2 separate regions of the Zea mays genome follow, and region 1 is linked to region 2. The links are chromatin contacts, called in public Hi-C maps. All regions are on one chromosome and are shown on one strand. Each heading gives the region's core, a stretch centred on a gene start, on an enhancer-like site or on the middle of the called end of the contact. The rest is flanking DNA. Distances are from core to core; before and after follow the strand shown.

The links. A called contact is a pair of places that touch in the nucleus more often than the background predicts.
Region 1: a contact with region 2 is called in a Hi-C map of leaf, with 2.0 times the contacts expected there. The contact joins the promoter of LOC100381466 here to the promoter of LOC103627097 in region 2. A contact is called at or near these places in 4 of 25 Hi-C or Micro-C datasets (leaf and tassel).

The regions. Positions count from the first base shown.
Region 1 is chr5:158,479,745-158,483,739 of Zm-B73-REFERENCE-NAM-5.0, forward strand. It overlaps LOC100381466 (putative elongation factor 1-gamma 2), which reads right to left and starts at 1,634. Exons shown (of 8, transcript NM_001361431.1): 1 at 1,535-1,634; 2 at 1,392-1,434; 3 at 184-333; 4 at 52-112. The coding sequence starts at 1,400.
Region 2 is chr5:158,330,676-158,334,813 of Zm-B73-REFERENCE-NAM-5.0, forward strand. It overlaps LOC103627097 (putative transcription factor bHLH041), which reads right to left and starts at 2,582. Exons shown (of 5, transcript NM_001370915.1): 1 at 2,390-2,582; 2 at 2,192-2,206; 3 at 1,237-2,073; 4 at 209-676. The coding sequence starts at 2,455.

The sequences.
Region 1 (3,995 bases), core at 384-2,883, 150 kb after region 2:
TAAATGCAAACAAAAGACTAAACAAACCAATTGTTGCAACATTTAAATTACCATATCTTGCTATTGCATTGCTCTCAAAGACAGGACCATCAGGTGTCTCCAGGACAGGAACCTGCAAAGAAGCGCCCAAATTACATCCTAGACTATTTATCACCATCTTAACATATACAGAATTTTTTATACCTTCCCAATAGGGTTCATCTTGAGGAACTCTGGTGTTTTGTTGGAAACCCCCATTTGAAAGTCTTTTACCAACTCAACCTTGATGCCGCTGTAATCCGCGGCAATTAGTGTTTTGAATGCATTTTTGTTACTACTGCCAGCATGCAGTACCTACACAGTGCAGAAGGTTTGGTCAGATGGCTACATACCGACACATAACATATCACAATCTGAAACATATATATATCAGAAAAACTAATAATATAAGTTGCAGAATCAATCAGACAATCAGAAAAAATTAAAGAAAAAGAAAAAAAACAATCTTTGATCTAGCACAACTGAAGCCAGTAAACAATTGGTGTCAACTGATAACAGTGTGGAATCATATGAAGAAGACCACAACTACATACTGATGCCTATCTCTAGTACAAAAGTTAGGAAAATATAAAGTCAAATGGGCTTGAAAAGTTGAATATGCCTTTTGTGCTCAGTCAGAAGAGTCAGAACTAAACTCTATTCTGCTTATCAGCTCAGGGAAAAGTTGAGTGAGTTTTTTATTGTATTGGAAACAACAAACATGTAACATGTTAACACAAAATTATAAGCTCAGAGCAAGAATTATATCGTCTATGACTTGATGCTCGTCAGCTTGCAGCATATTAATATACAAACATGTTAAAAGAAAACTACTATGCAAATCAGCATCAGAGACTACCTAATGTTAAAAGCAATGAATGCCTGGCTAAAAGAGTGGCAAAGACCGACCATATGTTTAAATAAAACCACTATGGAAATCACCTGTGAAACAGGAGGCGTCTGCTACGTCACAACTTCATTCTAATTATACCATCTGATGATGGGAATAAATGGGAGGTGATACCATTTTCATAACTTCAGTAAGCATCTAAATGAATTCAATCTCTAACGAGTCAAAATGGGCCAAGATGTAACTAACAAACAGGTAAGGCAAACAAGATAAGGGTAATCAACTATATCCATCCATGGACAATAATTTAGCGACCAAATCTTATGTTAATGTGAGATATAACATATATCCACGATGTAGGCTGCACAGTAGTAATCCACAGAAACCCGCGAATGGAAATTACAATAAAATAACCACGCTAATACAAGCTACTTAAACGCCCCTAGCATTTCGAAAATCTAAGAGCAACATACTACTTAAATAGGTACTTAAATAACTAGTGCTAGTTAGAAAAAACACTTACAAGCGCCATATCGATGAAAAGCTAGCTTCACTCGATCTCAGATCTGCATAACAGCAACAGAAGAAGAAGAAAATAAAATCAGCGAAATCAAACACGAGTAGAACACTATAAATCAAGACAATAACACGAATTTCTCTCGCTACATTTTCACCGCTACCAGCACCGCGAGATCGGGCGAGTAGCGCGCAGCAGGGGGGAGAGCGGAGGCGGAGTAGCCAAAAACCCTAGCGTTGCCGACGAGCCGTCTTATGGAGGCGCAGCTCGCAATACTTGGACCTCGTGCCTAAGGTTGCGCGCACGCGATCTCAGCCGTTGGATGTGGTATCCGAAAAAACTGATTGAACGGCTCGCATTGGCCCGAGATTCTGAGTCGAGCAAGGCCCACCAGAGTAGAAGCCCAAATTTCACTCAGAGTTGGCCTACTAAAGCCTCGCTTTCGCTTGGCAAGGGGCTATCAGCGTCCATCCATGTGGACTCAATTGGGCCTTGCCGTTTGTGTGTTTTTTTTTGGTCCCATAGCCAGTACGCGAGTGAGTAGTCTATGGTCTGGGCTTATTAAATAATGGGCTGAAATGAAGAGAAAGCTCACGAAACAAAAAAAAAACAATATTCCGCTCGTTGATCGATCAGTCGCGGTTTCTCTGCCGCGCCTCGCGGCGCCTGGCTCTCTGCGCCGCAAGAAGGAAGCAAGCGGGAGTCGTGTGCTGCTCACCACGTGTTCTTGTGTCCCAAAGAAATGAAAAATGTGTTTATGGCCTGATGCTAAAGAAACATGAGGCACATGAAGAATGTCCTCCAGGCATGTACGATTAGCATCACTTTCTATTTTGAGAATACGCGAGAGGGCAGCGTATCTTTGTAATCAAATAGAAAATAGTACTCTCTTAATTTTTTTATTTTGTCGCGTTTTAGTTATAAAATAAACTAGCGAACTACAAATATTTAAAAACCGAGAAAATAGTTTAGCTAAAAAATGGCAACTACAACGCATATGCCCGGATCAAAGATCCAAACAGATACACTGGGACTGAAGTTATCAGGCCGCCCTAAGTACAGGCTGATGAGGACCCAGTCGAGCTTTAGTTGTATAGTTCGCAAGGTGCTAGGACCCGAGTGGTGTCAGGTGCACCTCAGCCTCTCACCTTTCTCTCTTAATCGATTGGCAGTGTGGCCCTTCCAAAAAAAATTTGAAAAGGGAAATCTTGACGACTGATACATTCGTGCTTGGTAATAGATTTTTTTTCACACTAAGGGCTAGTTTGGATGTCTAAAACCAGAGAGAATTAGAGGAGCTAAAATCTCTTGCTTATTTAAAATTGAATAAGGAGGAAATTTGAATAAATATTAAATTTTAGCGCCTCCAATCCACTCCGGTTTTGTGCCTTCCAAACTAGTCCTAAGAGCTAATTTGGTGGGAAGAGAATTGAAGAGGGTCAATGGGGTAGAAATTCCCTTGCTAATCAAGTTTCCCGTGGAGCCCCTCCAATTTTCCTTCCACCAAATCAGCCATAATATAGTTTCAAACATCATCTGATCTGTCATTCATGTCTAACATAATCTCGAAATCTTGTGAGATGGCATTTAGTCCCCAAACAAGTGGATGTGGCTCAATCCTCCATCCTGCCCCTAGCCAACCTTATCCACTAGCTCGAAGTTAGCGTATTCTTATTCTTCTATACTTTTCTTGTTTCTTTAATAGCGTACTATTGTTTTAGGCATTTGCTGCAGCCACTTAGGGCATGCTTTGGTGATCACATCCTCGTCTTATGATATTTGTTTAAGTGAAAGATTTGAAGCCCCAAATTAGATCATATCTTCAAAAATGGCAATTTTCATTCTAGCTTTTTTTGTTGTTGTATTTTACTATGTGTTTTGATATGTCATAAATCTTTTAAAGAAACTTATCATTTGACCGTCCTCATTATAAAGGGTGAAGAGGACCACGACGCACACAAAAACTATCATAGACTACCAACGCCCATAGCCAAAGGACTAAACCATCCTCGTTAGGTTGTCTTTAGCGAAGCTTGTATATGGTCGTAAAAAAACCATATGTTATATTGTCCGTAGAGTGAACTTTAATATAAAATGTATGACTGTTGAAGACGGTCTAAAACTATTGCTCTTTCCTATTTAATACAACCCTCAACACACAAATTCCACATTGAATTAGCCCTTCTCTTTCGGCACCGCTCTATCTAGTTGCCATTCCCACTAATTTGCGGCGGAGTCGAAATTGATAGGGATGAGAGAGAGATGCTCCCTCCCACGGTCCCACCCTAGCACCTGCTTCCAATAAACTACAGCCGGAAAAGGACATAAAAGACAAAGACGGAGCCGTGTCTCTTGCCGTGGCCATCCTGTTTTTGCCAGGTTATCAGCTGTTAGGATTTTGTTTTGGATCAGCGCCCACGTTAATATAAGAACTCGCATCTATTTTTCTGCTTTTGCTTTCCAAATCAAATTGTTGCGGAATGGCTCTCGAAGCACGATTTGGGAGGCAAACTATTGGCAGCGTATTCTCCGTCGTCGCCCGTTTCCAGGTCCAGGTGACGGTGTCCTCCACATCAGGCTGTGCAGCTGTACGCGTCCCGGATCTGAATC
Region 2 (4,138 bases), core at 1,332-3,831:
CAAAAACCCCCCTGACGCAGCACCGTTGGATGTGGAGGGTGTGGTCTGGATTGATTTTGCTCATGGGAGCAGCAGGGCTCCTTGCTCATAAGATACGTTCTCTAATCCCGATACGTGTGCGTCCATATAGCTTCTCAAATCCATGTTCGTGACCCAAAAAACGAAAAGTGTAATTATAAATATCAACTAATTCAATAAATAAGCTTACCGTCGCTCGCAGCGTGAATGTGGCCTGAGCAAAGTCACCGCCGCCATCGCTGGACCGGCCGGCGTCAACGGCCACCACCGTGAAGCGCCCCATGCCCTTGATCGCGGCCAGCGCGCGGGCGACCAGCTCCGCCACGTCGCTCCGCGCCGCCCGCGCGTGCACCCGCACGGTCTCCTCCACCTCCCGGCTGGCCGGCGGCGGCGGGCCTGCTGACGGCGACGAGGCCGACGTGCCGACATCGCCGGCGCCGGCGGTCACGTGGACCTGCACCCTCTCCGAAGACGACGTGCCGCTCATCAGCCCCTGCAGGACCACTACTCGCCCGCCATTGGAGCCGCCATTGGCGTGCCGATGGTGGTGCTGAGCTCGGCTCTCCAGGCTCCGGTTCTTCGCCTCGAGGTCGGCTATTTGAGCTACTAGAATGCTCATGTAGTCCAGCGTCTTGGCCAGCACAGTAGCCTTGTCTTTCTACATTGTCAGTAATGGAAATGCACATGCAAATCAGTGTATAATTAACATTGTGATTTAAGCTACCGTATTGTTTTGCTACAAGCTTAAGACTAGTACGCAGCTACGCATCAAAAGTATATAAGCTCAAATGGTCGTCGCCCAAATACTGAAGAAAATAAAATTTCACTAGTACACGTGCAATAGCTTGAGAGGCATTGCATAGGACGACTAAGGGTTTGTTCGGTTATTTTCAATCCATATGAATTATAGTGAATTGATATAGATTGAGAGAAATTTTGACTTACTAGGGATTGAAACCTCTCAATACCCCTCAATCCATATGGATTGGGGTAGAACCGAACAAGCCCTAACTGTGTAGTATTTCATGCATAGATAAAAGCAATAATTCTCAATTTAATTGAATAAAAATGGAGTTGATATATTATACAGTATAACGATATGTATTTATATATAATGATGATGCGTAATTAATCAACAAGCAAACCGTCTATAATTTTTTTTCCTGAAAGATGAATCAAGCAAGCAAGCCATCATCATGCTGTAATTGGGGAGTTTACCTTTGATCCCGGTGGGAGCAAGCCTCTAAGCGCCTCGAAGCTCTCGTTGAGCCTCTCCCGCCGCCGCCGCTCCGATATCATATGGTTGAGCTGGCTGCTCGTCGGCACGGCCGGCGACGACAGGTCATCCTCTCCCTCCTGGCCCCTCTGCGCCATCGTGGTGCCAGTGCGCTCCCGACTGAACCTGAGCATGTGCATCCTCCTCAGGATGGAGATGCCCATCTTGATCATGCGCTGCCCTGGGACGCCCGGTGGCCGCCACGGCGCCCTGGGCGCCAGCGCCGCGTTGTACGCCCGGAACGCCGTTGCCGCCCCACGACGCCGCCGCGCGCGGTGGTGCTTTCCCGGAGGAGGAGGTGCCGTGGCCGTGGACGGTGGAGTGGGGAGCGCCGAGGAAGACGAGGCGCCGGAGATGACGTCGATCATGGCCTGCGCCATCGCGGCGTCGTCGGTGTCGGCGCTCGGGAAACGGACGTGACCTGGGCCGTGCCGAGCGAAGGGGACGGGGAAGACCGGCGGGCGCGCGTGGGGCGGAGGAGGCGGTGGAACCGGCGGCGCCCGTCGCTCTACGGAGGAGGACGGCGTCGGCGTGGCGGCCATCGTGCGGGGAAGCGACGTCAAGGCATCGGCCGCCGGGCTGCCCACGGAGACGGACGGCGACGATGGCCGCGTCGGTGGCAGCTGGAGCAGTTCCTCCAGCAGCGACTGCTGGAAGAAGTCCTCCGAGAAAACCTGCTGCAAGGTCGACTCCAGGCTCATCGGAGACGTCCCGCTAGTTGGCGCCGTATACATGCCGATCTCGACCTCGCCGCTCTCGCATCCCATGAATGCCGCCATCTGCGCAAGCCAATTCCCCAAAAGTCGATGATCATGTGTATAGAGAAGTCATGTATATAGCTTTAATTTATTGCACGTTCGATGATCATGTGTAGTTACGGTGATGAAGAAAACAAACCTGAATGCCAGCTTCCTGCAACATCACAAGCAAGCGAGAATAAAGCAGCTCAGGATTAATTTGAGGACGATGAAGTGAAGCGAGGGAAACCAACAACAGCAAGAAGAAGGAGAAAGAAATCCAGAATCAAATGCGATAATATATATATAGAGTAGCACACAACAAGCTAGACGAAGGAGTGCAGATGCATGCACCGACCTGATAGAACTGTTGCTGCACTGGCAGCGACGCCGAGGTCGTGAGGTCGTGTGCCGGCAGCTCCATGTACGCGCGGCCGTCCTTGTACGCCCACCCCGGCACGCACCTGCGCGAGGAGCATAGGCAGAGATCGAATCATATCGCGCGCCATGGCCATGGCTGATGAGCGAAAGGAACGAAACCTCAAGTTGCATTGCCAATGGACGCCCGGTCCCCGCGACGTTGGGTCGTCGCCGCCGGCCGGCCGGCATGGATGGATGCATGGTAGATATAGTATATATGCATGCAACGCACCCGGAGACGGGTGCGCAAAGCGAGCCCCGGTAGGCGTCGAAGAGCGCGCGCAGGCGGTGGGCGTCGTCACCGAGGCTGGGCCGGCCGCCGTCGCAGAGCCATGCGTCGATGCAGCACAGCAGGCGGGCGCTGCGGGCAGGCAGGCAGGCAGGCATACGTAATAATGTCAATGCAATCCATGGCGAATCGCCCAATCGATCAATGCATGCATATGTGTAGGGTACGTACACGCGCGTACGGTACCTGGTGGTGGCAGCAGCTGCCGAGGAAGAGGATGAAGCTGGCCGATGGGGCTGGGAGGGGATGGCCGCCGCCCAGGCGCAGAGGTAGGCGCAGCCGGGGACGCGCGCCGCTGCCTGCTGGAGGATGCGCAGCCGGGACTCCTGGCCGAGCACGAAGAGGGTGTCCATACATCAGCCGGCGAGCTCAGGAGGGGGAGAGCTGCTGTTGTTGTACTCCATAGCTGTGGCCTGTGGCTGGCTGGCTGGCTTCCGTGGATGTCCGCGCTAGAGCTTGGCTTGGTGATCGAGTCGGTCGTCGCTGCCGCTGCTGTTTATATAGAAGTATACACGCATGACGCATGGTGGCTATGTGTGCAGATGTGTACGCGCGCGTGGGCGTGGGCCGGGCATGCATGAACTTGCGCCAGCCATCGTGTGGATGTGAGTGGAGCGGGAAAGTATAGCAGGACTGGGCGTGGACATGGACATGGACTAGTAGTGCGGCGGAGGGGGGAAGGTGAGGCTGGCGGTTGGCCTGGAGCTGGAGGCTACCTGCAGGCTGGACGACCTGGAGGAGGCTCCGGGGTTGAAAAGTACACTTGGGAGGGGGAGAAGACACCAGACACCACCAAACAGCAGGTCGTTCAATGGTCGACGCCTGAGTTGGCTTGGCTGGCGACTGAGATTGATGTGCTTCAAAAAGGGTCAAACAAGGTGGCACGGTCCACGGATCATCGATTGGGGTGGGGTGGGGGGCTTTTATTTAATTTCTAAAAACCCTTAACCTTCTCCTGTGTGCCTGCGTGCAACTTGTAACGCGGCATGCATGTGGACGATGATCTTCGACCTCGATCGGTTCATCATTAGCCCCTGCATCAGTCGTCGTAAAGACTTACACAGAGTAGTCCCTTATTAAGTTCCATTCTAAAACTATCATATAGTGCATTTCAATCTTCAAACTTTTCGTTTTAGCTCAACTTTTATCTCTCCTCCTACGTGGAACGTCATCAGTACGTGGTGCACGGTCGTGTCTAAAACCTCCTCTCAGCGGACATTAATAATTCTAATGTGTCTTGGCACCGTTTTATTTACGTATTGCTCAATTTTGTGGGAACAATAGCAACTGCTATGAACACAATTTTGTACTTTGAGAATACGTTGATGAATTATGATAACAGCAGATCTTCAATTTTTTTCCCTTACCTATTCTTAGCGTCAGGCCATCTGCAAATTA